Linked DNA regions of Sus scrofa: all the other regions are linked to region 1. The links are chromatin contacts, called in public Hi-C and HiChIP or PLAC-seq maps. All regions are on one chromosome and are shown on one strand. The core of a region is the stretch at or near the end of the contact, and the rest is flanking DNA. Distances in the headings are between cores, read along the strand shown.

What was found. Hi-C and Micro-C count contacts between places; a contact is called where the count stands out from the background. HiChIP or PLAC-seq counts read pairs in DNA pulled down with a chosen protein or histone mark.
Region 2: a Hi-C map of liver shows a contact between it and region 1, with 4 times the contacts expected there. The contact joins the promoter of HNRNPUL1 here to the promoter of TMEM91 in region 1. A contact is called at or near these places in 2 of 5 promoter capture datasets (fetal liver and liver), 2 of 47 Hi-C or Micro-C datasets (embryonic fibroblasts and liver) and 1 of 2 datasets of contacts at active chromatin or transcription factors (alveolar macrophages).
Region 3: a contact with region 1 is called in an H3K27ac HiChIP or PLAC-seq map of alveolar macrophages. The contact joins the promoter of AXL here to the promoter of TMEM91 in region 1. A contact is called at or near these places in 1 of 5 promoter capture datasets (liver), 4 of 47 Hi-C or Micro-C datasets (embryonic fibroblasts, heart right ventricle, liver and 1 more) and 1 of 2 datasets of contacts at active chromatin or transcription factors (alveolar macrophages).

What each region holds. Positions count from the first base shown.
Region 1 is chr6:49,364,786-49,367,485 of Sscrofa11.1, reverse strand. It overlaps TMEM91 (transmembrane protein 91), which reads right to left and starts at 1,413. Exons shown (of 4, transcript XM_003355932.4): 1 at 1,206-1,413.
Region 2 is chr6:49,278,886-49,281,585 of Sscrofa11.1, reverse strand. HNRNPUL1 (heterogeneous nuclear ribonucleoprotein U-like protein 1) reads right to left here and starts at 1,290. Exons shown (of 17, transcript XM_021094416.1): 1 at 990-1,290. The coding sequence starts at 1,290.
Region 3 is chr6:49,244,362-49,247,061 of Sscrofa11.1, reverse strand. AXL (AXL receptor tyrosine kinase) reads right to left here and starts at 1,260. Exons shown (of 23, transcript NM_001128458.1): 1 at 1,130-1,260; 2 at 1-30. The coding sequence starts at 1,193.

The DNA.
Region 1 (2,700 bases), core at 164-2,663:
GTCTACACCGCAGCTCACGGCAACGCCGGATCCTTAACCCACCAAGCAAGGTCAGGGATCGAACCTGTGTCCTCATGGATTATTCAGATTCGTTTCCGCTGAGCCATGACAGGAACGCCCCCATTTTATAGATAATAAAACTGAGCCCCAGAGAGTAAAAGAGGTTGGTCCAGAAGTTCCTGCTGTGGCACAACGGGATCAGCAACATCTTGGGAGCGCTGGGATGCAGGTTCGATCCCCAGCCCGGCACAGTGGTTTAAGGATCCGGTGTTGCCACAGCTGTGGCTTAGGTGGCAACTATGGCTGGGATCTGATCCCTGGCCCGCTAACTCCATATGCTGTGGGGCGGCCAAAAAAAAAAAAAGGTTGGTCCAAGTTGTGAAGGGAGCTCAGGAATCTGGACTTCTCTCTCCTCAGGGCAAAACCACATACCTGTTGCACATTTATTCCAAACCATACTGTACACACGTATACCTGGCCTGTGAACTACACACCCATCCTTGGTTCGCACTCCCATCCCTCCCCCCATCCCCATCCCCAGAGATGCTTAGTTCGCACACCTCCTGTTCCCCCACCCCAAGCCTGCATACTCTCAATGCCCAAGTCCCTGCCACACATACCGATCCAGGCAAGCCCAACGCCACCTCCACTTGCCCCAAATTCATGTCCCAAGGGACTGTCTGCATGCTTGCCCCAAACATGAGCTCTCTGAAAACACTCCTCTGGTGCCCCCAATCGTCTTACAAATTCACCCCAAATAACTCCATGTTCATCTTAATCCCCCAGCATCAGATCCCCCCAGGTGCACAGATATGCCCAGGCTTCCCACACATGCAGCCTGGACACTCTGCCCTGTTCCCATCACTTCTGCTTTGAGGCAGCCTATCACCTCTCCTCGGGGGCCACACAGCCTCTCCTCCTCCACCCACATCCATGACCCACACCCGCCAGCTCCCCAGACACCTCATGTTTTACCAGAGTCCGCCCTTGTACAGCTCCCCTATAACACCCCCAACCCCCCCCCAACTCCACCACAGAGCACACCCCTGGGGGAGGGGAGGGTCCTCAATTCTCCCGCCCTCAGGCCAAACCTGGGTTGAGCCGGTTTTCTCTCAAGGTTTTGCTCCTCAACCCCACCCACTGCTCCTTCCCCAACGCCAAGAACCCTGAGAATAGCGGTGCCCCCACCCGCGCCCCTCACTCACCGCCCGCAGCCACAGGCCGGGACCTCCTGCGCCCCCTGCACTGACACCCGCCCCGACCCTGCGGCCCGGGGTGGGGAAACTCTTGAGCCCAGCGCTCCCCGGGGCCGGGGCCTGGAGGCTTGGGGTCTGCGCGTTCGGCTGGGCCCCCCTCCCAGCGCCCCGGGCCCGCAGCGCGCGGGGGCGGGGATGGGGCGGGGCGAGGCTCCCGGGCTCCGCCCTCCGCGGAAGCTGGGAGGGGGCCTGGGGCCGACGTCCGCACAGTGGCGCGGGCATCTGTCACCCCGGATGTGGAGGAGCGGGCGGCAGTCTCCGAGGACGGCAGGCCCAGACCCCGGAACCCCAACCCAAAAGCCGCAGGACAGAGGAGGGGTCGTCCCAATTCTCCAGGCTTCCTGGCTTGGCCCCACCTCCACCCCCTGTCCTCCCACCTGCCCGACAATTAACAGCAACCCGGCTACCTCCGGGCACGGCCCTTAGTGCTTTACGTATACGCGTACACGTTTACCCCTAAGAACGACCTCTGAGGCACGCTGATTGATTGTCCTGTCGTGCCCAAAAGGAAACCAGCGCAGAGGAGTTAGGAGTTGCCAAGGAGCCCGCCGTCCGCCGGGTCACTACCCCTGGCTTCGATGCCCTACGTTAATCATCGCTCACATTCCCCTCAGTAGCTCCATTTCTTCTTCTTCTTCTTTTTTTTTTTTTTTTCTTTTTTTCCACTGTACAGCATGGGGACCCAGTTACACATGCATGTATATCTCTTTTTCTTTTTCTTTTTTTTTTAAAGTAGTTCTCTTTCTACCCCTCTTCTGCTGGTAAGGAAACTGAGGCTCAGCCATGTGTGCACACTTGGCCGGTAAACAACTGATACTGGGACCCACTGGCAGATTGTAACCCAGGGCTGTATTTCCTGCTGGCCCAAAGGGAGGAGAGAAAGCAGATGCAGAAGGTGAGGTGGGGGCTTCCTGGGAAGAGGGTGGAGGTGGTGTGCTGGTTATCAGGTGGTACAGTTGGTGGTTATGAGTCAGTGTTTGAACCCACGCAGACCTGAATTCCTTTCCAGGCTCTTCAAAGGTGTTTTCTGCATGATCTCTGGATAAGGGCATCACCTCTCTGAACTGCAATTTCTTCATCTATAAAATGGGGTAAACACTCCCTGCTTCTTAGCTGTGATAACATAATGTGCTTAAGTTAGGTGCCATAACAACTGTCCAACATGTGCCCCAACCTAAGCACTCTGAGGGTGTTTAGGAGTATAATTATTTATATCCATCTTCATTAATCTGATTAGGGGATTCTTCTCACCCTGCAGGCCTCCACCTCCTCAGGGAGCCCACCCGGCTTGCACTGGCTTCCCTTTCTCGGAAGCCCTCCATTTCACCAGTCCCAGGCAGCCGAAGTGGAGGACTCCCCTCCCGCTGTGAGGCCAGCCAGGGTTCCCTTGCTCCAGGGCTCCAGGGCTCCAGGGCTCCAGGGTTCCAGGCTCTAGGGCGCTGAG
Region 2 (2,700 bases), core at 41-2,540, 86 kb after region 1:
TCTCTATCCCCCAGATACTCCATCCACTTCAAAACTTCACCAATTTGTTATCTTCTGCACCCCACCCCCAGCTACACTTGTTCTCCAAACGACAGATACTGTTAATCTAAAACCATTCAGCAGTAGCCACTGCATTATCTGTCCTCAGAGCCTTTCCAGCTCTAGACCTCCTGGTTCCTCACCCAGGGAGGCATCCTTCTCTCTGCCACCAGCCTCTGTACACCAAGGTTCCATATACCGCCTCTGGAAGTCAATCAGAAAGTCCCCAAATTGCCAGAACCAAATGCCCAGGTTGTCCCTGCCTACGGGTTGGCCTTCTAGTCCTGCATCTGAGTCCCTCACAGTACAATCGCATGGTGGTCTCCCACATCCCCTAAATGCTCCCAGGCCAAACACCAGAACATACAGTCTATTGGACCTTCCCCGGCCAGACGCCAGCACCCATCTTACATACAACCCACACTAATACCAAATATAAGAAGTCCCTGTGCCCCCCATTCAGGAGCAAACTCCAGGATCCTCCATCCTCAAAACTCTCCAGCCCAGAAAACAAAGCTCTCAACGCCTAGCTCATAGCCTGGGCTCGCACAGCTCCCAAGCTCTAAGATCATCATTTCCAAGACTCTCCTCAGCCCCCCAAATAGAAAACCTCTTGTTCTTCCGATTGTCTTCGGGTCCAGAAACCACAGCTTCCGGTTTCCGAGTCCTAGGCTGCGGAACCCTTTACAACCCCCCCCCCCGCCGACCTTCCTCATCTCCGAAACCGAGGACCCCCGCCCCCCATTCCAGGATCTCCCCTGCACCGAATGCCAGGATTCGCCCTCCGGTCGTCCCGCGGGCCTTGTCCCCAAATCCTTTTCAGCGACGGGCAGAGGCATCCCCCGATCCTTAGATCGTCTCCCCGACCTCAGGCGCCGGACTCCCGCGTCCCACAGCCCTTCCTCGGCCCGGACTCCGGGCTCCCCGGCCCCCGCCCCGCGCACTCTCACAATGTCCGTCCGGCCCCGAGTAGCCGCCGGGCTCCGGGTGCGGCTGCAGCTGCAGCCCGGGCGGCGGTGGCTGCGCGGTCCCCTCCAGCTCGGAGCCCCCCTCGGTCTCGACCTCCTCGCTGTTGTGCCCAGGTCGCCCCGGTTCGTCGTCGGCCTCGAGCTCCCGCTCGTCGTCGGGCTCCTCGGCCTCCAGCGCCGCCTGCAGCCGCTCAGCAAGCTCGGCCTTGAGGCCACGAGTGTCCAGGCCGCGGCGCTGCAGTTCCTCGCGAAGTTCGTTCACCTTCAGACGGCGCACATCCATGGCCCGGGCCCCCGGGGCGGCCCCCGAGCCCGGCCCGGCCTCCCAGGGCTCTGTCCCCCTTAAACCTTTCCTGTCAGGAGGCGAAGGGGGAAAGGGGGGGGCCCCCACTCCAATGGCGGCGGCGGCTCAAAATGGCCGCCGCCGCCACCTCCCCCTCCTCCGTGGCCCCGTGCGATGCAACACGGGTGCCAATTGGCCACCGCATGGGAGCAACGGGCGCGGGCCCAGAGACTCGACCAATCAGAGCGTGTCTTTCAAAAGAACGGCACTGAAAGGGCTTGGGAGCTACCGGGGAGGAAGCGTTGGCCTACGTCGATGCCGAAGCCGGAGCGGGAGGGCGGGAAAAGGTGAGAGGCGGAGCGCGCGGTGATTGGGTAGCGTTCGCGCGCCCGCTCCAGTAGGGTCAAATGAGGGAAAGGGAGTAAAGACCTGGACCCATCAGCAGTGAGATCTCAGAATGAGGTCCCCACGGCCTTTCCTGCGCGGTCCTTTCATCAAACTAGTGTCTCTGTAACACATATCTTGATTGGTCTAAATCTCCCGCCCCTGGAGGCGTCCAAGCGGGTAAAACCACTAGGACCAATCAAATGGAGGGTCCGCAAACCACTCCTCCCCGCCCCCTTTCAAGATTGCCTTTAGGAAACCGGAAAGAGATGAATTCACGAAGGACCTTCCCCTTGCCGTTAGGGCGGTTTCAAAACAATCTGTCCACCAATCGTAGTTCCTGTCTTATCTCGGTAAAGCTAGTACAGTTGCACCGTTTTAGGAAAACCTAGCCAGATTGGCTATTCTGGTTACGGACCGCCTTACAAACTTCGCCGTAGAGGGAAGTATACTAAACAGAGATTTAGGTACACAAATTGTTCTTAGTCTGGAAGAAACTCAGTTGCTTTTATGAAAAGCAGCTCTTTGGCTTCAGAGAGTCCTGAAGGTTTGAAAGCAGAGACAAACAACGGGGAAAAAGTTGTGAAAGAAATCTCACTCTCTCCCCTTTGATAGATCATCTCACGGGGCCCCTCTTTCCATTATCATAGCTGCGCTGACGTCTTTCTCTCCGGTTGCTATCTTACGTGGAATGGGCGCTCTGTACGCGGTCATTCCCTTTCCATGCGGAAGGGCTTCCAAAAGCTCAGGGGTCTCTACCCCAAATCATCTATGCTGATTTGCTAGTTTGGCGTCTGTATTGACAAGCTCAATACACAGATTAAGCCTCGCGCTACTAAACGCCGTAGTTTCATTATGTTTAACCCTGCACCACCTGTCGCCTCTAACTCAAAAAAACAAGCCTTCTGTAAGGTACATTATCAATATGCACAATGCAAATGCCCGCTGCTCACTGGGCTATACCTAAAGCCTACAAAAGCCACACACACCCTCTACGTAGACAAAGGCGCACACACAATACAGATA
Region 3 (2,700 bases), core at 11-2,510, 120 kb after region 1:
CCACAAAGGGGTGCACTTCGGCTGGGGCAACTGCAGGGAGAGGGAAGAGTTAGCTCGGAACCGGCTTTCCCTCCAACTCCCCAGTCCTCGTCCCCCCACCTTCCCGCCTGCCCCGGGCAGCCAGGACCCCACCAGGCCCTTAGGCCCACATAGTTGTAGAGTGACCTCAGCGGGGGGGTGGAGGGTGGAGGCTTTAAGGGGAGGAGGGGAGCCTTCCCAAGGGACTGGGGTCCGGCCTCCATCCCTTGTCCGTTGGGAAGGAGGCCCAGGATCTGGCAGCCTCCCACGCTCTGACGGCCCGGCTGGCCCGCCACCCCCGCCTCCCCTCCCTTAGGGTCTCCAGAGACTTGACAGATCAGGCTGGTGGATGGTGGTTGGGGGGACGGGGGGGGGGGAAGAGGGGGAGAAACAGGGAAAGACGAGAGGAACAGAGACCCAGAGACAGACAGAGGTGGAGACTCAGCCCCCAGAGGGGAAAAAGTGGGGGAGGAGACCCGGAGGGAGACAGAGACATTGAGAGAGGCCCTCAGAGAACGGGAATGACAAAGACAGAGAAGGTGGGGGTCGAGAGAGAAATGGGAGACCCACAGAGGTGGCAGGGCGGGAGGCAGAGCCCCTGGCCCTGGAGGCAAACACACAGACAAACAGGGGTGGGGTAAGGAGAAGGGGGGTGACAGTAACAGGGTTTTCCCCTAGGGCTCCGGAGCCCTCCCCATCCCGCTGCCTGACTTGAGGCTCCTTTCTCCAATATTCCTTGCCAGGCAGCCCCCAGCTCACCCCCCACCCCGGCTCCCCAAGGCCCCCATCTCAAGTCTAGCCTCTACCCCTACCCCTGCCCTCAGCTTCTCCTGTCTGTCCGTCTCTGTGTCCATCTCTTCCTGTCTCCGACCCTCCTAGTTTCTGTTTCTTGTCCTTCTGTTCCTCCTTTCTCAAGAGTCCCTTTTTCTTCCCGGGCCTCTCTCGGTTTGTCCCTGTGTCCCCTGTCTCCCTCTCTGTTGTTCCAAGGCAACTCTCCGAGCCAGCCCACGATTCGTCCCCCCCAAAAACACCTGCCATCCATCCCCCTCCTCTCCCTCCTGCCCCAGCCCCTCCATGGGTGGTCCTGCCCCACAGGCCCCCCATCACTCACCCTTGGGAGCCACGCACCCCCAGCAGCACAGCGCCCAGCACCAGGCCAGCAGGACCCTGTCCATCCTCCTCGGGCCACCGCACAATCAATGCCAAACTTTCCTCCGAAGTTGCTGGGCACCCCGCGGGGGGAGGGGGCAGGGCCGGGCTGTCCCCGGCCCTCCCCCCCAGCTCTGGGCTCCCCGGATTTGGCACTGCCGGCCTGGCACAGTGGGTGGGTGGGTGGGGGCTCTGCTCAGCAGCCGCCTTCCCCGCTCTCCTGCCTCCTTCTCTCCCAGACTTCGGGCAACCCTTTCCCCGCCTCTGCCCTCCCCCTGCCTCCGCCCACCGGGCCGGAGCCCAAGGGGCCACCTGGACTTGGAGGGGTTAATGGGAGAGAAGAGGACCAGCTCTGTCTTAAAGGGGCCCTAGAGGGAGGCCGGGAAGGGGGAAGGGGCCCCTGTGGCTGCGCCCCTAATCTTGGGCCAGCGAGGCAGGGAAGCAGTGTGTCTCTCCCCGGCCCTGGGCGCTGTCCCTCTGGGCTCCCTTCGTGTCTGGTAAACATTCCTCCAGAACTCCACTCCCCTGTGACGCCCCCCTCCCCGCCTCCACCCCCCAGCCCAGCCCAGCTAGGCACTCCCCCTCACACTCACAGGGCCTCAGACAGGGACACACACGCGCACACACACACACACACACACACACGCTCAGATGTCATCTACACACAGAGATGGGACAGGAGGAGACACGCAGGGGCACGCCGCTGGCCCACACTCCGGCAAGCCAGGTCAGGAACTCCATTCCTGGAGAAACCTCAGAAACCAGAGGACCCTGCAGCATGGGCAACCCTGGGGTACACTTGGGACACTCATAAAAAACGACCCACGTGGGCACAGAGGCAGGACACCAGTGGGTGGGCACTCACAGGGGTGCCCGACGACCCAGATGGGAATCCTGGCTCTGCCATTAACTGTGTGGTCTTGCAAGTAATGGGCCTCCCTGAGCCTCAGTTTGTCCATCTGTAAGGTGGGCATAGGAATAGAATCCACTGGGAGTTCCCATCATGGCTCAATAGTAACAAACCTGACTAGTATCCATGAAGATGCAGGTTCGATCCCTGGCTTCGCTCAGTGGGTTAAGGATCTGGCATTGCTGTGAGCAATGGTGTAGGTCGCAGGTGTGGCTCGGATCTAGCATTCCTGTGGCTGTGGCGTAGGCTGACAGCTGCAATCTGATTCGACCCCTAGCCTGGAAACCTCCATGTGCCACAGGTGCAGTCCTAAAAGCAAAAAAAACAGAGAGAGAGAAAAGGATAGAAGCCTCTTAGCAGACTGTGCTAGGACAGTGCACGTGCAGGTCTTTGCACGTGGTGAGCACAGCTGACAAGGTGCCCTTGATTTTTGCATCTCTTCTGTCTGTCTCTCTGTGCACTTGCACGGCTGTCTCCCTCTGGTGGATTGTGTATCCTGATCCTTGCCGTTCTGGTGCCTGTGTGTTGGTTCTCCTGCTTGTCCATTTCCTCACCCCTATGTGTTTTGCATGTGGGGGGTGGTCTCTGCAAGGCTGGGTGTCTGTGCAGGAGGGGGCTGGGCA